Regions from separate parts of the Mus musculus genome. Here regions 1, 2, 4, 5, 6 and 7 are each linked to region 3. Evidence: chromatin contacts called from public Hi-C, HiChIP or PLAC-seq, capture Hi-C and promoter capture Hi-C data. All regions are on one chromosome and are shown on one strand. Each heading gives the region's core, a stretch centred on a gene start, on an enhancer-like site or on the middle of the called end of the contact. The rest is flanking DNA. Distances are from core to core; before and after follow the strand shown.

What was found. Hi-C and Micro-C count contacts between places; a contact is called where the count stands out from the background. HiChIP or PLAC-seq counts read pairs in DNA pulled down with a chosen protein or histone mark. Capture Hi-C pulls out chosen DNA fragments and counts their contacts.
Region 1: a contact with region 3 is called in a Hi-C map of CD4 T cells, with 3 times the contacts expected there. The contact joins the promoter of Hspbap1 here to the promoter of Hcls1 in region 3. A contact is called at or near these places in 3 of 39 promoter capture datasets (the C10 cell line, liver and pre-B cells), 1 of 484 Hi-C or Micro-C datasets (CD4 T cells), 2 of 115 datasets of contacts at active chromatin or transcription factors (T-cell acute lymphoblastic leukemia and thymic regulatory T cells) and 2 of 9 other capture datasets (adipose tissue and liver).
Region 2: a promoter capture Hi-C map of adipose tissue shows a contact between it and region 3, with 2.2 times the contacts expected there. The contact joins the promoter of Timmdc1 here to the promoter of Hcls1 in region 3. A contact is called at or near these places in 1 of 39 promoter capture datasets (liver), 1 of 115 datasets of contacts at active chromatin or transcription factors (microglia) and 2 of 9 other capture datasets (adipose tissue and liver).
Region 4: a contact with region 3 is called in a capture Hi-C map of macrophages, with 4 times the contacts expected there. The contact joins the promoter of Parp14 here to the promoter of Hcls1 in region 3. A contact is called at or near these places in 4 of 39 promoter capture datasets (the C10 cell line, hippocampal neurons, liver and 1 more), 1 of 484 Hi-C or Micro-C datasets (B cells), 6 of 115 datasets of contacts at active chromatin or transcription factors (bone marrow-derived dendritic cells, large pre-B cells, memory CD8 T cells and 3 more) and 3 of 9 other capture datasets (adipose tissue, liver and macrophages).
Region 5: an H3K27ac HiChIP or PLAC-seq map of differentiating embryonic stem cells shows a contact between it and region 3, with 7 times the contacts expected there. The contact joins the promoter of Pdia5 here to the promoter of Hcls1 in region 3. A contact is called at or near these places in 2 of 39 promoter capture datasets (3T3-L1-derived adipocytes and hippocampal neurons) and 1 of 115 datasets of contacts at active chromatin or transcription factors (differentiating embryonic stem cells).
Region 6: a contact with region 3 is called in a Hi-C map of B cells, with 5 read pairs. The contact joins the promoter of Cox17 here to the promoter of Hcls1 in region 3. A contact is called at or near these places in 1 of 39 promoter capture datasets (liver), 1 of 484 Hi-C or Micro-C datasets (B cells) and 1 of 9 other capture datasets (adipose tissue).
Region 7: a Hi-C map of B cells shows a contact between it and region 3, with 8 read pairs. The contact joins the promoter of Adprh here to the promoter of Hcls1 in region 3. A contact is called at or near these places in 2 of 39 promoter capture datasets (hippocampal neurons and liver), 1 of 484 Hi-C or Micro-C datasets (B cells), 2 of 115 datasets of contacts at active chromatin or transcription factors (bone marrow-derived dendritic cells and large pre-B cells) and 1 of 9 other capture datasets (liver).

What each region holds. Positions count from the first base shown.
Region 1 is chr16:35,769,092-35,771,791 of GRCm38.p6, forward strand. Hspbap1 (Hspb associated protein 1) reads left to right here and starts at 1,295. Exons shown (of 8, transcript NM_175111.3): 1 at 1,295-1,448. The coding sequence starts at 1,385. Slc49a4 (solute carrier family 49 member 4) reads right to left here and starts at 279. Exons shown (of 9, transcript NM_153550.4): 1 at 1-279. The coding sequence starts at 150.
Region 2 is chr16:38,521,268-38,523,967 of GRCm38.p6, forward strand. Timmdc1 (translocase of inner mitochondrial membrane domain containing 1) reads right to left here and starts at 1,396. Exons shown (of 7, transcript NM_024273.2): 1 at 1,074-1,396. The coding sequence starts at 1,267.
Region 3 is chr16:36,933,577-36,936,276 of GRCm38.p6, forward strand. It overlaps Hcls1 (hematopoietic cell specific Lyn substrate 1), which reads left to right and starts at 1,407. Exons shown (of 14, transcript NM_008225.2): 1 at 1,407-1,498.
Region 4 is chr16:35,870,037-35,872,736 of GRCm38.p6, forward strand. Parp14 (poly (ADP-ribose) polymerase family, member 14) reads right to left here and starts at 1,346. Exons shown (of 17, transcript NM_001039530.3): 1 at 1,131-1,346. The coding sequence starts at 1,317.
Region 5 is chr16:35,489,495-35,492,194 of GRCm38.p6, forward strand. It overlaps Pdia5 (protein disulfide isomerase associated 5), which reads right to left and starts at 1,379. Exons shown (of 17, transcript NM_028295.1): 1 at 1,235-1,379. The coding sequence starts at 1,270.
Region 6 is chr16:38,345,674-38,348,373 of GRCm38.p6, forward strand. It overlaps Cox17 (cytochrome c oxidase assembly protein 17, copper chaperone), which reads left to right and starts at 1,326. Exons shown (of 3, transcript NM_001017429.2): 1 at 1,326-1,534. The coding sequence starts at 1,428.
Region 7 is chr16:38,451,374-38,454,073 of GRCm38.p6, forward strand. It overlaps Adprh (ADP-ribosylarginine hydrolase), which reads right to left and starts at 1,316. Exons shown (of 4, transcript NM_007414.3): 1 at 1,156-1,316.

The DNA.
Region 1 (2,700 bases), core at 45-2,544, 1.2 Mb before region 3:
GCGCCCGTACACCCTCCCGGGGTTCGGGCCCGCCGCAGGCAGCACGGCCGTCGCCTCCCGGCCCCTGCGCGCAGCCCCCGGCGCAGGCCCGAGCCCCGGCCCCAGCAGCGGCTGCCGCTCCTCCTCCTCGCTGCTCCAACCCGAGCCCATGGCGACGCCGCCCGCCGGCCCTGCCCGACGCGTCCCGGTGGCCGCAGACCAGCCGGGAGCTGACTGGGCGGGTGGAGCGGGAGCCGGAGCCGGAGCTGCTCTAGTCCTCGGCCTCCCGGGCGCGTCTGCTGCGCCTGCGCCGCCCGAGCCCGAGGGGAGGAGGCGAGGCGGGGTCCACCCTGCTCGCTGGGAACCCAGGAATGCCCCGGGGAGAAGCCCGGGACCCTACGAGTGGAAAGGGTAGAAGATCGCGGCCGGCTGGGAGACTGGAGCGAAGTAGGCTGAGTCAGTCACTCGCGGGTTGCTTGGAGGAAGTGCCCAAGTTTACATCACGTGCCTAATAAACAACTCGCTGACCTCGGGTCACTTATCCCAATGCTTGGGTCTATATTAGGCTTACTTTTGTTTTTATTGGGTTTCTAACTGCAGAAATTATAGACGGCAGGATACTGAAGTTTAGGAAGGTCTCAGGGTATTGTTTCATGAAGACCATTTGGTTTTGTATGTGTCTTACGCATCCAGTGAGATTATAAACTAGCCAATTTTCCTTCATACATATAAAGAGTTTTTTCTACCCATTTTGTTTGTCATGCAAACGGGTAAATAATATGGATTGTGTTAAAGTTGGAAGACAGTGACCTAGATCTCTCTCTTGGTATGTTAGCCAGACTAAATAAACGGCAAAAGCTGGAGATTGTGCATCTCTTGACCACATAGACATAGACATTCATTTGTTCAAATGCACAAATCCAGAACTCTGACAGCTGCCTGTGTCCTTGAAAACTAGTCATTTGCTGACATATCTGGCTCAGCAAATGAGTCACAGGGAACGCCTTCAAGGGGTTCGTATTCCCAGGCAGTCACGAAAACCAGCTGGAATGGCACTGATGCCAAGGGAACCAACAAGGTGGAAGAGTAGGCACGCCAGCCCCGGGGTCTCCTAAATCGCGAGTCCGACTGAGAGAAAGCCAAGGCGAAGATGGAGGATCCGACTAGAGAAGGAAGAGAAACAGCAGACGCTAAGGGTGGAAGAAAGGAGCCACAGCCCAGCCCACGTGCTCGCCGCCTTTCAGCTTCCAAAGAGCAAAACAAACCGGCGTGGCCACGCCCAGCGCCGTCACGTGACCGCGGCGGCGCCGGTTCCGGCAGAGGCGGAGGATCCTTCCTGTGTGGAAGCCGCAGATCCCGGTGAGCCCTCTCACCTGGCGCTCTCTCCATCCTCGGCGCGATAACCATGGCAGCAGGCTGCGAGGGCATCGCGCCCCCGACCCTGGGCGAGAGAACTGTGGGGGAGGAAGGTAGGTGCGAGCCAGGGACGCCGAAGTGCCTCCGAGCGGTGCGGATGGGCGCGGCTCCATCCCAAGTCTCGCCCGCGGCGTGTTAGGCCTGGGAGAAAGTGACTTTTTAGAGCATGTGGCTTCTTAACGTCGTGCGGATCAGTTTTCTGATCTATCGGGACAAGTACCACTGTGGAGTAAGAAGTTCCTCTGAGGACTCCAGGATCGCTGGCCTCTGAGGGAATTTTGTGGCAATTCTCTTGTCTCTGTTGGGATTCCAGGTGTATGCGACCATAACTTTTTATGGAGGTCTCTGGGGAGTTCGCCAGACTTGTGCACCAGGGGTTTTTACTTGACAGTCCATCTCTCCTGTCCCAAATCATTCTCTCATTTTTTAAAAAACCAATTTATCTTCCTGATAATGTGTCCTGTATCCTATTTTATGCCTCTCTTATCCACCATTCAACAGCAAAAGTGACACGTAAGATTCTTTAATAATTTGTATTGGACTTAGAACCTCCACTAAAATCCAAGCTCCAAAAACCGTGACCTACACAAAAATTTAATTTGGGGTCTGTTGTGTTTTATAAAAATAAGGAGAATATGTTTGGTGGATGTGTAGTCAGGTGTTGGGGAAGGGGGTGCCTCCGCTCCGCGGGCCCATGCTGAGGCATCCCTTCCCCTTGAGGGACCAGCCACACAAAGGTATAGTAGAGAATAGAGTTTCTTCAGGGTATGGGAGCGGAGTTGAGCGAGTAAAGGCAGAGAGAGAAGAGGAGTAGAGGCCGGCCATGAGCACGTGGAGGGGGGAGGGGAATGGAGAAAGGTTAAGGAGCAAGGGCAAGAGAGCAAGAGAAAGAGGAGGGGCAATCAGCCCCTTTTACCATGAGTCAGACACCTGGCTGTTGCCAGGTAACTGTGGGGCGGAGCCTGGAGAAAATGCCCACTGGGTCTGTTGAGGTCTCTAAGCATCTCTTCTGTTTGTACATTCTTAAACATTTTTAATTAGCCATAAAATGTGGGTTTCGTACGTTCTTGACTGGTCGATTCCCTTTCCATCATACTTGTACCCATCTTGCAGGTTCCAAATATCTCTAACCCTTGCATATTCTACTAGATGTTAAGCGCTTTGTGGAAATAACCTGTGGTGGTTTGAATAAAAACGGCCCCATAGGCTCATCTACTTAAATGTTTGGTCCCCAGTTGGTGGAAATCTGGGAAGGATTAGAAAATGGCCTTGCTGGAGGTGTGTCACTAGGGGTAGTAGGCTTTG
Region 2 (2,700 bases), core at 146-2,645, 1.6 Mb after region 3:
GCTCCCTTGTCCAAATTTATTTATAATCACTTGATAACAGTGTAGTATGGTAAACTACTTCATGAAAAGAGATACTTTCACCATTGATTAATAAATGAATAACGTTAAATAAATATCAGGTGAAAGTAATGCAGGATTAATCATTTACTCCTCACATAGTTTATTTTAGTATCTTCTGCAAAGGGAGATGGAGCTGGGCGTGTAACATCTGTGGCAGATGACCAACCCCCATCAGGGAAAAAAAAAAAAAAAAAAAAGAGAGGCTCGGCCCAGAATCCCAGAAGACCCGGCTGTAATCCCAAAATCTGGGAGGTTGAGAATGGATTGTAGCTTTGAGTTTCAGGCCAGCTTGGTCTACAAGCACAGCAAAACTCTTGTCTCAAAAAGGAGAGTTGGGGGACTAGAGGGATGGCTTGGCAGCTAAGATCGTGTACTAGTTTTACAAAGGATCCGGGTTCAGTTCTTAGAACCCCTGTAACTGTGACTCCAGGTAACTCCAGATCCAGGAGAATCTGACACCTCTGGCTGAGGGCATGTGCACTCTACTGCCCATACCCAAATACCGACCCCCACATACAAGTAGTTCTTAACAATGGAGGTGGGAACAAGGGGGCAGAGCTGCTGGAAGGTGCGGAGAGGAGGAGGAGGAGAACAGTTGTCACTGTTTTTTTTTTTTTTCTTGTGCAAAATAATAATGATAAATTAACAATTCTCTCTGTCCTTCCAGCTTCTGGAGTATATAAAGCCATTACTGACAAAGAAAAATCAAACGAAATACGAAAAAACAATATTAGTGTAGACTTCACAATATAGTTCCCAGTGATACTACATGACAATAATCGAATGAATCCAATTTTTCTAATATGTAAAGTTAGGGTACTGGTTTCACGAGAACGATACTGTCTTAAGAGTGTGACTCTGAGTGAATCCGACTCAGAAGGCTGCATGTCAACCAGGTCGGACACTATCCGGGCAGAGAGAACTTTCAGCGTCGCAGGGACCGCGCGCTGGAGCTCGCCCGGGCTGCGGCCGTCCCCCGAGCATCCCTCCCCACACACCCGAGACATTTTTACTCTTTGGCAAACAGCTGCCGGAGGCGGTCCCATCCGGATTCCAGGGAACCGGGGTCTGAGACACCTGAACGCTGCTCCCGATCCTCCACAAAGCCTGGGGAATCCGCAGCCACCGCACCGGCAGCAAAGACTCGGGGGAAAGGACCCCAGGCTCCGCAAAGGCGGCTGCGGGGAGCGGGCGGCGGCGCGCCCATGGCGCCCTCCTACCCGCAGAGAGACAGACACCCCAGGGTCGGCGGGCACCGTGGGAGAGGGTGACCTGTACAGCCCACTAGCGGCACGTTGGGGGACACTGAACCTCACATCCGGTCCCCAGCCGGCTCACTTCCGGAAGCTCTCGGAAAGGAGACCGGAAGCCCCGCCCCTAGTCGCGCAAAGGCGGGGTGAGGGCGGGGCTCGGGACGTAGAAACTGGAACTGAGAGCTCTTTCGGTAGCGCAGGGTTAGGGATCAGTCGAGCCCCGGAAGTGAGTTGGCGGCCGTTTCGTTTCATCTCAGTGATGTCCTTTGGCGTTTGCGCCCCGTAACTCTGGTCTTCTGGACCTGCTCAGCTTGAAGTGCTCAGGGGCTTAAGTGAGATGGCTCATGTAAGATGCAGAAGGCCACGCAGAAGGGGACAGTACTTTAATCACTGCAAGCGCAGTGGGGAAAGAGGTAGGCGATGCGCTTCTAGGCCACGCCCTGGCGGGCCGGAGGAGCTTCCTGGGCGGAGCAGAGTCTAACCTTAGGGCGCACCCGAAAAGGTCCAAGATTTAAAAACTATTTTTGAAATATCAGCTGTGGGCATTTTTTTCCCCATAACGTGGGCTCCACTACAAGTATCCGTATGCTTACTGCTCCGAGAAGGCAAAAGATCTAGAATTATCATTTAATAACTGAAACTATTATTTCCTGTTTCTTTCAACACAAGACAAAACCAAAAAACTTGTTTACCAAGGTAAAAATATTCCCAATCATTTTGTGTAATTTAGTTATTGGTCGTTACCACAAATCTCATAGTCTTTGCAAACCCTTTCACCTACTATTTTTCTTTTCTAGTTAAAGTACCACAATGAATATACAGCTTGGTGGTGCTCTACAGTCACTTCCACGGAGTACCTAAATAAGTGATTGATTACAAACTTTCATGAGGATATAGTAATAGGATTTGGGAGTTGACTGTGGGACATCTCTACAGATGAGGTTCAGGAAAGTGCCGTGAATGAAGCCCCCATTAGCATTTACTGCAGTGGTATAATTGCCTATTTGCTGATCTCTATCAAGAGGACTGAAGCTGTGCTTTCATCTCTGGATTTGGACTTAGGAATCACCAATCAGTCTATACCATGAAGTAGATGTTAAGTAATTATCTTCTTTGGAGGGAAGGAGGGTCCAAGATAGGGTTTCTCTTGTGTAGCCCTGGCTGTCACATAATTAGCTCTGAAGACCAGGCAGGCCTCCATCTCAGTGATCCACTTGCCTGAAGTAATTAAATGTTGAGTGAATTATTCAGACCCCAATTCCTAGCTCTAGCTTGATGCCTGCTTGGTCTATTTTTCAGAGGTGGTCACTGGGATTAGGGTCCCAGGGCCTGAAAGCCCAACAAAATGAATGTGTTGACTGTCTAGCTTAGCTGTGAGAAGAGCTGA
Region 3 (2,700 bases), core at 157-2,656:
CTTATACAAAGTTGCCACTTGGGAAAAGCTGACCCAGTATCACAGGGTAGAAGAGGATTAATGGGAACCTGTTCTCTTTGGCTTCAACGCTCACTGTATGTCAGCACTGTTCTGCTCAGGGATGAACATGGGGTGTTTGTGAGGGGGAAGTGGGTTTCCTTGGTGTCATCGCTGAAGTTCTATGGTTCTGTGCATTGCTGTGTGGTGAGGTACAATGTCTAGCCCTAATTTAAGGCTACCCCTTTCTACATATTCCTCAACTATAAATAGCCTTATTAGAACAAATAAAGTGCTCCAAGTCTAGAATCAATCCCCTGGGAAGTGACTTTAGATGCTTTCTGTTGGTACAGAATGTTCCCTTCTGTCTAGTTTCACCAACCTGGGACCCTTGTGGGTTCATTCTCTGTAAGCCAGGCAAGTCAGAGTCCACAGATGACTGGGATAAGGAGAGCCAGGCTCAGATGCAAAAGCAAGTTCTTAGTAGGATTATTTTTCAACCAGAGATCCTTGGAACTTTATTTTCATTATCTTTATTGCCTGTCAGTGCTCCAGGCTGCCAGAGGAGCCATGCTTGGGACGGGGGTGGGTGAGGAATGGAGGGTGGAAGCAGGGAGGTGGTTATTTGAAAGGCAGCCAGTAAAAGCATAGCAAAGTTCTCAGTGGCCTTCACATCAGAAAGGGTCTATTTCATTGGCTCAACAAGTCACCTGAGCATGTCTTGACTTGAAGCTAGAAGGGGAGGGCTGCAGATGTTGACAGTGTAGAGTATGTCAGAGTTCAATTCACCAGCTTAGAGAAGGCCAGTAGTCAGAACTCTGTAAGTGAGCTCAGACTCCACACAGCCTCCCATCAAGCTAGGGAGTTTTCTCCCTCCACGTTCTGCCTTCTCCCTTCCTCGTGAGTTATGTGTGAGTCTCAGGTACTGCAGAAAGCAAGGAGGAGAAATTGTTTTTAAGACTTCCCTTCAAAATTAACATACAGATCATTTTTCCACTAAGCCTTTTTTTTTTTTTTTTGATTGCTGCAGACTACACACACACACATTTTTCCTTCCTCAGACCAGGCTTCTACAACAATGTTGTAGCCCAGGGTACCCCTAAGTGCTGGGATCACAGAAGTTCACTACCACACCTGCCTTGTTCTGAATTCTTTTACTTAGATGCAACTGTCCTTCGTAGGACACAGAGCAGTCCTGCAGCATTCTTATTGTGTCTTAACTGATAAGGGATGTGTCTCCACGGTCATTTTTATAACTTTCCCGTGACCTGAAAAACTTTGCAAAATACTAGACACAGAAACACTTAACCCTTCTAAGTACTCAAAGTATAAGGAACTGACTCAAACTTCAGGAAGTAGCTGTGAGGACAGTGTGGCAGGAAATGACAGAAAACCTGAAAACGGAACTGGAGCAGCTGCTCTGTTACTTACCCTGAAGTGGCAGCCGCTGGAGGGGGCGCCTGGTGTAGATGTGAAAAGCCGTAACCAGGAACCAGTAAAGGTGGGTGCTCTGAGCTGGGGGTTTTGTGAGGGGTTGGGAGCACAGGGAAGTATGGAAAAGAAGTCTACATAGCACTTAGTCCTTGTTAAGGGAGGTCTTTACTAATAGATGCTGAACTCTTGATGGCCCTAAGGACTGTGTGCAGTGGTTGACAATGAACATCTGAGGATGGGAACAAGGAAATGGCCTGCACTCGGGGAGCATGATTGAGCACATATCTAGGACCCTGGGCCCTAGTATGCCCTTGATGATCTACACAGCCCATTCTAAAGGGTGGCTGCCCCAGTGTGCTAACCTGAAGGCGACCCACGGAAGATGAGGACAAAGTGTGCCTTTGTATGGCCTCACAGGGACACAAATGCCCATGGGAAATGTAAGGGGACAGGATTTAACCACCAATGAACACTGGTGCTGAGCCAAGTGCTTTTAGGAGTCAAATGCAAACATGACTTCAGCTGGTGTAACTTTGTATGTCTGTGGGGATCCCAGAGTGTTACAGAGGGAGCTTTGGATCTACTGTGTTAACCCCTTAATTATTTAACATTGGGAAACAATATCACAACAATCAGTGACTTGCCCAAGGAAGTTAATATTGATGGATGGCTTAGTCTAGTCTCTGACTAAGTAGTATAGACTCTGTGTCATGTGACAGACAGGGGTCTCACAGGGGCTGTCATATTACTGCAGTGTCCATGGATCTCTCACCTATGGATGCCATAAGTCAGTCCTGTCATCAGGTATTGGATATGCCCAGCATTCATTGCCTGTCTCCAGCCTCCTACTTTAAGTTAGCAGCTTTCCTGATTAGTAATCGACAGTACAAGAATAGTAAGTTATTTTGCTCTTAAACATGAGCATGAGGGGCTGATGGGAGAGATGAACTGAGACCTGGAGAATCAGGCAAGATGAGACCATCGGACCTCACTGCTTCCTCATTGCTCATAAATGTATTTGACTTCTCCTTTCCAGTTTCCTTCTGTGGTAGAGTAGCCTGAGAGCCAGGACATGTCAAAGTGAGGCCTTAAGCTGTGGGTCATAGGTTCTCTTTATGTGTCTTACCCCCTGTTAGTAGCTAATACCAACTGGGGGAGGCACAGATGTTCTTAATAGCTCACAGTGACTCTGGCCACGGTAACTCACCACTCCTTCCCACATCTTTATTTAACCTATCTTCCTCAGATGTCTTCGGGGCTAATCTTCTA
Region 4 (2,700 bases), core at 96-2,595, 1.1 Mb before region 3:
AGTAAGCAAAATTACAGTTATGAAGTAGCAACAAAAATAATTTTGTGGTTGGGGTCACCTCAACCTGAGGAACTGTGTTAAAGGTCTGCAGCATTAGGAAGGTTGAGAATCACTGATCTAGGAAAAGTGAAAAATGAGATTCTCACTTTACTAGCTAGCTGCCCATTGAGGGCTCCCTTGTGAAATCAAACCTGTGTTTTCCGGAAGGGATCAGAGCTAAGCAGGTCTCTTGTGCCCTCCTACCCAGGCTTCCTGAAACCCTGTGTTACACCTTTCTCTTGTTTTCATTTTTTTTTTTTTTTTTCCTTCTTGGGTCTTTGCTGGGCTGTTACCTTGCCCACTGCCCGGTCTCCTCAGCCTCCTTTCCTCTCCTCTGGCCCAAATGTTCCCTCCATCCTGCACTCTGAGGATGACCCTGGTCTGCAAAATCTCTGATATTAACACATGGTGGCTTTCCAGAAGTCACAGATCTGGGACTTCCATTCACCCACCTGAGCGAGAAATGAAGGCTGGGCCTCCTTTGCAGAAGGCCAATAGAGGTGGGGAACATTCAACTGCTTAACTGTTCAGGAACCTTCCAGAGATGAGGGAACACCCCCAGTCCCTATCCCAACCTGGGTTCCAAGCTTACAGCCACCTCAGATCATCTTGGGGCTGAAGGACGAGGTAGGAACAAGACACCACCACCCATTACCCACCCCTGCCCTGTCCCTCCCTCCTCCACTGAGGCACAAGAGCTCTAGGGCTTTTCACTTCTCAAGCTCATCTCCCTAAGAACCCTGCGGTGCTAGCGGACCCTGGACTCCTCCCGTTTCTTAATTCTTTTCCTGCCCCACCTGAATAATAAAAACAGGACAGTTAAAACAACAAACAAGGGCTGGAGAGATGGCTCAGCCGTGAAAGGCTAGGCTCACAACCAAACAACAAACAAACGAACACGGGAAGGTCCACAGATTGCTTCAGGGAGCGACTGGGAAAGCAAGGGGAACGCCACTCCCGGTTGCGCTCGCCACGCAGATTCTGCCTCCAGGATCTCCCGCACCGAACGAGCTGCAGCCGAGGGCTAGACCTGGCACCCATGGTCCCAAACCCCGCGCGAGGCGACCCTCCCCGACCTTCGCGCCCCTCACCATCCTCCGGGGAGAAGAGCACCCGGAAGCGTGCTGGGTTCCCCGGCTCCGGGACGACCTCGCACTCCCCTCCTCCGGATTTCTTCCGGCTCTGGAAGTACACTTGCAACTTGTTGATCAAGTTCTTTGGGGGGTCGGGGCCCCAAGAGCCCTCGACCAGCAGCGGGAAGGAACCCGACGCTGCCATCCTGACTGAACTAGGAAGCGGCGACTGCTGGGTCGTCCAAAACTGCTCAGAGTTTTAACATTGAGATAACTTCTTTCGCTTTCATTTCCTGGAAATCCCTCCCCGTCCTTAGTTTCTATCTTCACCTCGCTATCCCAGGATTGGAATAGTGCAACAACAACAACAACAACAACAACAACAACAACAACACACACACACACACACACACACACAGAGCTACCACCCACCCACCCCCAGGCACTTTGTTCTCCTGCTCTCAACAGAAGCCAGTCAATCCTCCACCCGAGCTCTAGCCTCCAGGCCACCTCCTTAGCAGCTCCAGAGCTGGGCCCCGCCCGCACTCCACCTGAGCTACAGCTGAGCCCTGCTCCATCACTAGGATAGTTTCTGCATACCTGAAAACCCACGCTGTATAAGAGAAGGAAAACGATCCTCTCAGGATGCTCCCTGCTCACTTGGGGGACCACCCGAGGGCATCTGACCTGACTTTCCTGCTTCAGAATTCTGTTTTCTCATCTGTGCATACTTTGTGTTTACAAACTCCCAGTATTGAGGAACGCGTGCTGGCGTCCATGCTTTCTGGGTGTTCAACGGAGGGACACAGGTATGGGGACACAGGAGACGGTCGACAACTCTAGGGAGAAATACACAGGTGTTGGAGCAGAAGAGCATGGGCTCCCAGCCCAATTATGGAAAGATCAGGTAGCACTTCTGGGCAAGGGACGTGCTACCCGAGAGCCTAAGAACTACTAAGAAATGACCTTAGATGGTGGGTCTCTGGGGCTTTGTGGTTCACTTACACAAAATAACTTAGGCTGCTGCATGGTGGCTGAGTTCGACAGGAGTGAGAGAAAGCCAGGCTGACCTGGGTGCTCAGGAGAGGGCTCTGGTCCCGCTACTGGTCTAGGGCTCTTGGGGCTCCGACACCCGCCTCCCCCATTCCCCCTCCTAGGAAGAACGTGATGGCCTCTAAGCTGCCTTTGGAGACAAGATTGGCCGAAAGATATGAACAGTTCATCCAGGAGTGGTCCAAGCAACAGGAGTGAGGTGCGCCTACTGTGACCGGGATAAGAAGAGACTGGGAATCTGTATATCCTTAACGCGTGATGAGCGAATATTTGGGATACGCATTAAAGCAGGCTTTGCCGGTCCAGGGCTAGAGTATGGTGACCCCCTCGGGGCCCCTGGTAACACTATCTGATGGAGAACAGGGACGATGGGGAGTCTGAAGAGGACCGAGGTCTGAAAAAAAGGAAGGAAGCCGAGGCAGCACTCAGAGCTTCCCCCCTCCCCCCCCCCTTTTTTTTTTTTTTTTCTAGACAGGGTTTCTCTGTATAGCCCTGGCTGTCCTGGAACTCACTTTGTAGACCAGGCTGGCCTCGA
Region 5 (2,700 bases), core at 129-2,628, 1.4 Mb before region 3:
GTTGATAAATGTTTACAGAGTAAAAGGTCAGTCCCCTGGGCTCTTGTTTTTACTGAAGGGAGGGAAAAAGGAAGAAAGCAAAACCCTCCTCCCTCAGAGTTCAAGGACTGACATCCTGATGGGAGTCAGCCCAACTGGCTCCAGGAAACTTATGTCAAACATCATGGCACACCACCAGCACCCCAAAGCTTCGCGGTAACCTACTAGATCTCTCCTAGACGGAGGATGCAGAACTGGGAACAGGGAGCTTCCTTTGACACCTTCTTCCACATAACAGAAAACTCGATGTCACTCCTTTAACTGGTGATCCCAAAGGACAGGGCACTGCGGAGTTCAAGCGTTTAGATCTAATCACCCCTCCCTTTCCACCACACCCCCCCCCATCTGCCCAGCATCCTTGCCACACCCAAAGGGAAAACAGTGGAGTGGTAGGGGCAAGTAAGTCTTCCGAACTTGGTGATAGTGGCGGTGGCCATAAGGAGATGGACCCAACACAAGGGAGACAAGAAGTTACGAGAGAGATGTGGAAGAAGGCAACTACATCCTGTCACACACCCACAACCACACCTCAGCCCCAGGGGCAAACCCGTCCCCAGTCCCCACTTCTTCTCGGGGGATGCTTGTTCGGGAAAGTCCTCCCATCCCCACATAGTCTGCACCACGGTTCACCCCTCCTCCACTTCTGTATCACTCCGGTATCATTTTGCAGTCTCCGGAGCTGGTTCCACCGACTCCTCAGCCGACCCGTCTGACAACCTCCTTAGCGGGTATCTTTACGGTTTCCCATCTCATAGAAGGAACGCAGACACGTTTACAGATCCAGGGCGCCACACACACAGCTCGAAAGTGGCCGGGGCTGGAGCCGGCATCACCGTGGGAGCAGAACTCTTGGAGGTGGTGACCCCACCCAACCCGTCACGCGCCCTTTCTCCGGGGGTCCAACCCACGAGCAAGTGTTCCTGCTGCGCAAGTGGAAGGCAGCCTCCACCCCACACTCACACAGGTGCAAGCACCGCCCGGGGAGTCCTGCTTAGGCTAAGGACATCCCAGACCTGCGTCCCCGCAAAGTTGTGCGGGAGCGCGAACCCGGAGAGAGGGATCACCCGGCCCGGCCCCAGTGGAGAGCAGAGGACCAAAGACCCTATTGCCACCCGGCGAGCACGCCCCCAACCAACCCGGACCGCGCGCTCCCACGGCCATGCGGGACGCACGTGTCGCCGGCCCACAGCCTCACCCCAATCGCCAGTAGCAGCCCCCACGCCCGCGCCATCCCCGCCGCCTCCTGCCGTCTGCACCCGGCTCCCGCGCACGCCTGCCAGCTCCACCTCGGCCAACAGCTACGGCCACTTCACAGCCGCTCCCCGCCTCCGAGTTCCCGGTGCCACGTCTGCCAAAGCATGCGCACCAGGCTAGGAGAGGCGGCCCGGGAAGGAGCCTGCCGGGAGTTGTAGTTCACGAGAAGCTCGGGATGCCTCTGCCTCGGACTTTGCCTGAGGACGCAGAGTAGCAGCTGTGAGGATGGGGGGCAGGGAGGCTGGGGAGTAGGGACAGTTGTTCACTAAGGAGCCTTGCTCTGTGCCCGCAGAATCAGAACCAACAACTCACTCTGCCCCCAGAAGTTAGTTTCCCCACCCCGAGGATTAGCAGGCAACCCAGAGAATTCCAGTCATTTGACTGTAGGTACTAATTGTAAAGTCTATGATGGCCTGTGGAGGATGGAAAATGCCATCTGCTCCCGAGGCTTTTTTTTTCCCCTTGACAAAACATTATTGAGGTGTCGGGAAAACAATTTAGAGAGCCCAAAAAATATTAAGTATAGATCACCACACTATCCCCTTACTCCTTAACCATATACTCAAAAGAATCGAAAAGTGTGTTCAAGTAGTACTAGCACACCAATGTTCCTAGCAGCGCTGTTTATGATAGTCAAAGAAGAAAGAAAGGAAGAAAGAAAGAAAGAAAGAAAGAAAGAAAGAAAGAGTGAGTCTAAATATCCTCAAAAGACAAATACAGAAAATGTGATATACACCGGTACAACGGAATACTATTCATCCAATAAAAAGAAATTCACACAACCATGTTAACAAATATCAAAAATATATGATGCTGATTCTTAAAAAGCCAAATGCAAAATGTTGTATATTGTATGATTGCATTTATATAAAATATACAAAAATTGGAAAAAATGGTTTTGGTTTTGTTTTTTTTTTTTTGGTTTGTTTGTTTGCATTTTGTGTAAACAGATTACTCTGACCTGGGGAATGGAGGAAAGGAATTTCAGTTCAGAAATCCATTGATGAGGATGAAAATCTTTCAGAGCTAGATAAAAGGGGAAGCAGCACAGCATTATGAATGTATTAAATGCCACCAAACTGTATCATTTAAATAGTTAATTGATGTTAAATGAATGCTAATTACCTGAACAAAAAATGTAAAATGGGAGCTGGACAATGGGTACATTATTTAGGAGCACTTGCTGCTGTTGGCTCCCACATAGCAACTAACAACCATCCTGTAACCCCAATTCCAGGGTATCTGATCTCCAAGGGCACAAGATATGATTGTGGTACTCCTACATATGGGTAGGGTGGTGCACGCCTTTAATCCCAGCACTCGGGAGGTAGAGGCAGGCGGATTTCTGAGTTCGAGACCAGCCTGGTCTATAAAGTGAGTTCCAGGACAGCCAGGGCTATACAGAGA
Region 6 (2,700 bases), core at 76-2,575, 1.4 Mb after region 3:
AGTTGAATTTAAGAAATGCCAGGAAAAGGCATTTTTAATTCTGTTAATTGGTATAATGACAAATATCTGATTGCACAATTAATAAAACCAGTTTAGGAGCTGAGGGTATGTAACCCAGTTTGTAGACTATTTGCCTAACATGCAGGAAGTCCTTATATACCAGGAAAGGATGGCACACACTTGTAATTCCAACATTTAATAATCAGTTCAGGGTCATCCACAGATCATTCAAGGCCAGCTTAGGCTAGAGACTTTGTCTATAAATATTTATATTAAAATTAAAACCACTTTTTTGGGTGTGTGTGAAGAAATGGCTCACTGGTTAAGAGTATTGGCTGCTCTTCTGGAGATTCTGAGTTCAATTCCCAGCAATTACATGGTGGCTCATGACTATCTGTGATGAGATCTGATGCCCTCTTCTGGTGTGTCTGAAGACAGCTACAGTGTACTCAGATACATACAATAAATAACTACAAACCACTTTTTTCCTGACCTACAGCTAGTTTAAGGAAGCCACTCAATGCTGTACATCTTAGTGAACTTGAATACAATTAGAATGGTTGATTTGAAGCAATGGAGCTCTACTGAGGGGGTTACACTTTCAGTATCAGTTACCATGTCATTTACTTATCCAAAACACACACACACACACACACACACACACACACACACACACAGAGAGAGAGAGAGAGAGAGAGAGAGAGAGAGAGAGAGAGAAACAGAGACAGAGAGACAGAGACAGCCCATCACAGTTGTTGAAAGTAGAAAAAAATCTTATCTTCTTTCATGACTACTGTGTCATGATATATTATCTGAAAATTTAGCATATATGCCGGAGAGAAATAGGAGGTAGGGGGCCTTTGTATCTGTATCTGCAGAATGTCTACAAAGCAGGAAGGAAGAAAGACCATAAAATATCCCAGGGTGGAACCCGGATCTGCTACTGCTTGTCCAGTACCAAAAGGTCAGCCCTGAAAATACGAATACAGTTAGCATTATACTGGACTGAATGGGTCATATAGGAATATATGTATGCATGTATACATATAAGCATGCAATAACAATTAGGGAGGAAAAGGCCATGAATTTGAAGGATAGTGGGGAATGGGTATGTATATGTAAGGATTTGTAGAAAGGAAAGGGAAAGGGAAAATGATGTAATTAAATTACAATCTCAAAAACAAAACAAAAACAAAAACCATTCTGGGTGACCTTTTAACCTTTGCGCCAGCGCTGACGCCACGCCCTTGGAGCGAGGCCTTGTACCACTTCTTTTGCGCACGCGCTTCTTAGACTTACTTCCGTCCGGAGAGGCGGGACTTCCTGTCCCCCTTCGATTGACTGCGGAAGTGGAGACAGACGGCTCAGGGTAGTCGGAGTTTGGGAGCTTTGCGCGTGTGCGCTCATAGTTGCTTTCGCCTGGAAAGATGCCGGGACTGGCGGCCGCTAGCCCTGCCCCGCCCGAGGCTCAGGAGAAGAAGCCACTGAAGCCCTGCTGTGCCTGCCCGGAAACCAAGAAGGCGCGTGATGCGTGGTCAGTGCGTAGCCCGGGAGGGAAGCCCGGGCTTTAGCAGCTCGGCTCCACTCTGCTCTCTGGGACTCTGGAGATGCAGGGACCCATAGTTCCGCTGTCCTCTCTGCTCCCTGATCCCGCACCCCAGTCTCAGTTAGGGGTCAACGGAGAGGGCAAGAGGTTACATTGATCCCAAGGTTCTCGTCCTTCATTCCTTACTACGATTGCATTTTAGTCTTCTTAGGGATAAGACCCAGATAAATAGAAGTGCGTAAAGATGCTTCTTGATTTAAAGGCATTTAAAATATGTGGAGATTTGTTACCAGCCAATACTATACCACCAGCTGTGATAGATTTACTAAGACCTAGGTGTAAATTTTTCAGGTAATCTTTAGTAATTTTTTTTTTTTTTGGTCGAAACGTGTGAATAGTAGAACACAGGATACATTTCTGAAGGGATACCCTTTCCAAGAAGTTAAAAGTCAACCTGTCTGGAGCTGGAGAGATGGCTAAGTGGATAAAAGCCCTGGTTGACCTTCCAGAGGGCCTAGTTTCGATTCCCAGCACCCACACGACTGTTAACAATCTTGTGTAATTCCAACCCCAGAATAATCTGACACCCCCTTCTAGCTATTGCGGGCACTGCACACACATGGTGTGCAGGCAAAACACCTATACACATAAAAACAAATTGTAAAACTTGTCTACAGGACAGAGGTGATATTAATGTTCATCGACTTTATCATCAAGTCACAAAAGGTTTTGTTTGGTCTCCTCCCTTTTATGTAGCCTGGGTTCTGGGGCAGATACTGAAGTCCTCAGTGTGGCTATGCATCTCCATCTTCTCCCATCAAAGCAGAAAAATACTCGGAGAAACAAATATGGATTCTCATGGTGTGATTTCATTACCGGAGAGACTGAAACAGTTTTAAGTCTAGCCTGAACATCCGAGTGAGACCATGTCTCAAAATAAAAATAGAAAAATACACAAAACAAAGTATTCCTTGGTATTGTAAGGTAATAAGAGTGTAACCAGTTATTATTATCACTACCTATAAATGGAGAATTTAAAGATCGATCTGATACCAAGGTTCTTGAAATACCAAGGTAACCTGCTTAAGGAGACTTTGGTGTGGCTCAAGACTCAGAGCTTAGAAATACAGTCAGGCTTTGAATCTTCTCCCTCC
Region 7 (2,700 bases), core at 66-2,565, 1.5 Mb after region 3:
GTCTCCAGCCCCTTGTCTGTCTTCTATATGGTAAAAGTTCTATAGTGCCGGGCTGCAAATGCTATTCCCACCACAAATGAAATCCTTGCTAAAGCCCTGGCTTCCCGGTGTACACATTTTCTACTCTACTCAGGCCAGGGCTCCATGACACCCATTCCGTGTGGTGATTCAGTGTTCCACTGTCTGCCCCCTCCACGCACCCAGCCTCCCCATGAACAGGGGCAAACACTCTTAGGGGCAAAAAGACCTAGCTCACCCCTGCCCTCAGCCCAAGCTCTTCCCATCCACCTGTCTTTCTTCCTCTAACCGCCATTTTAGGTTTAGTTCAAGCCCAGGTACCTCCACCATCCATCTAGTCACACTGCTCAGGTCTAGGGCACAGGCCAGCAGAGACCTGGAGAAGCAGTTAAGGGTAAAGATCTGGCTTTTCCATGCTTGATCCTGATTACATGTGTGTGTGTGTGTGTGTGTGTGTGTGTGTGTGTGTTGTGTGTGTGTGGTGTTGTGTGTGTGTGTTTTATGTATAAATAACGGCTAGGAACTAGAGTTCTGTAGTCTCTTGTGTTAGCTCTGTGACCACTAACAATCCTCTCACGCTGGAGTTTCCCATCTGTTTCCCATCTGTGGGGGAGGAAGGCCTCGTTCTCCGAGGTCCTGTTTTGGCCCAGGTTTTCGAAGCCCTAGCTTTGTTAACCTCTGAGAACTAAGGACTAACGCCCCCACCTTCTCCTCCCAATGCTCCAGGTTCCCTTTTTGAGCTCTCCATGGAAGAGTGTGGGAACCTACGGAGGAAGTAGCCAGTATCTTTTCTCTTTGAAATTCCTTTTCACCTTGGCACATGCATCCATCCTGGCCCAGACCCACCCTTCAGAAGTCATTATTCCTTAACCCACTCTAAACGGGCACAGGTGACAAAGCCATCAAACTATACAATCAAAGCCGAAGTACACTTCGGGATTTCCCATTGGTTTCCTGGCCTGGGTAGAAAGAGGAATAGGGAGAGGGGATGAGGGGAGGGGAGGCCGCGATGCACTCAGGAAAGTCTTGGTGGCCACTTTGAGGACACTGGCCTAGCACCAGTCTGGAGGTGAGAGCGGGACCGAGCGGGTACTAAGGTCAGTAAGAGGAGAGTGGCTCGGGGACTCCTGGCTGTACCTGCTGAGGCGGAGCTGAGAGCGTGGGGCGGGATCGGGGTGGTCCAGAGCCGAGGGCAGGATTGCCCGAGCTGGAGGCGGGGTACCGGGCGCAGGAGTCCTGCTGTGGGCACCCAAGCCAAAAGCCGAACAGGGGCGGAGCCGCGGGCCGGGCGGGTCGCTGGCGCACAGCGGCTTCCGGCGGAGCTGCGTCCTCCCGCGTCCTCCGCACTGGACGGAAGGAGGAAGGGGCGGTGCTGGGGGCGCCCAAGCCTTGCGCATCAGCTCGGGAACCGCTCCGCGCTGCGTGTGGGCCGAGTGGAGTGGTGTCCGGCCAGCCTCGTGCTCGCCCTGCCAGGGTTCTGCCCTGCCAGGGTTCTGCCCCGCGGACCGTTGGACTCCCAGAGCCTGGTACCCACCGCCCAGAGCGGCTTGGGCTCACCGATTCTAACCCTAGTCCGTTCAGCCGTGGTTCTGCGTGCTCTCCACAGAAGGGTTTCAAACGGGAGCTTAGAGGGGAACTCTTAAGGTTCTTTCCCCTAAATTATGACTCTGGATTTGTTAAAACCCTAAGGTGGCAATGGCGGCGTTGAGCCCAGATGTCAGGTTCCGAGAATAAACGTGTGCCAGTGAACACTCCCCCGTACCCTCGACCCAGCTCGGTACAGCCTCGTCTCCGGAAAGGCACAAATCGGGCCTTGTGCTTAAATGGAGTATCTGCTTCTATACAGTGACCCTGACGCACATCAAAGATCCTGCTTTGACTCCTTAGACTTAAGATCAGAACATGTCTGCTCAAAAATTTCAGACCTACTCCCAAGAACTCACATCCCCTCTTCTATGTCTTCAAAACAGAAAAAAAGGAAAGACTTATCTGGGAAGGAAACTTGAACTGAACATTTAACATCTATTAATTTTGGCGTTGGTGACTCTATTCTTGTGTAAATAAATCTATTAATCACAATAATAAAGGAGGTGTTCACGTGGAGTTTAGGGACTTTTATTAAGCAAAAATAAATTGATAAGTCATAGGAAAGTTAATATATTTAATAAATGTGTGTGTGTTGCTTGGAAGGGTAAGCATCAAATTGCAAATAATTAGAAGAGGAACAAGAAGCTTTCCGAGTAAAGAGAGGAATGAAGGAAAATTAAATTTTGATTTATTTTTTGAGACTAGGCTGGTCTCAAACTCGTGATCCTCCTGCCTCTACCTTTAGAATGCTAGAATTTCAGTCTTACAACACCACACCTAGTTTATATCTTTTAGAATATTTTTTCTATATTATATCTAAAGATATTTTAGAGAAAAATAGAAACTAGATGTTACCCCTGATACATATATCAGTCTTTATGGTATGCATATGATTTTAAAACAATGGGGTCATTTTTTAAATAGAATTTTATATCCTTTCTTAAAAACTGGCTTTATCAACTACTAATGTGACTCCAAATGTCCACAAACATTAACACTTCCACAATAAGCCAACTTCTAGTTTGATACAATAAAAAGGGTGAGGCCCTGGGGTCCAGCTGCTCTCTCACCAGATCGCGGTTAAAACTGTTTTAA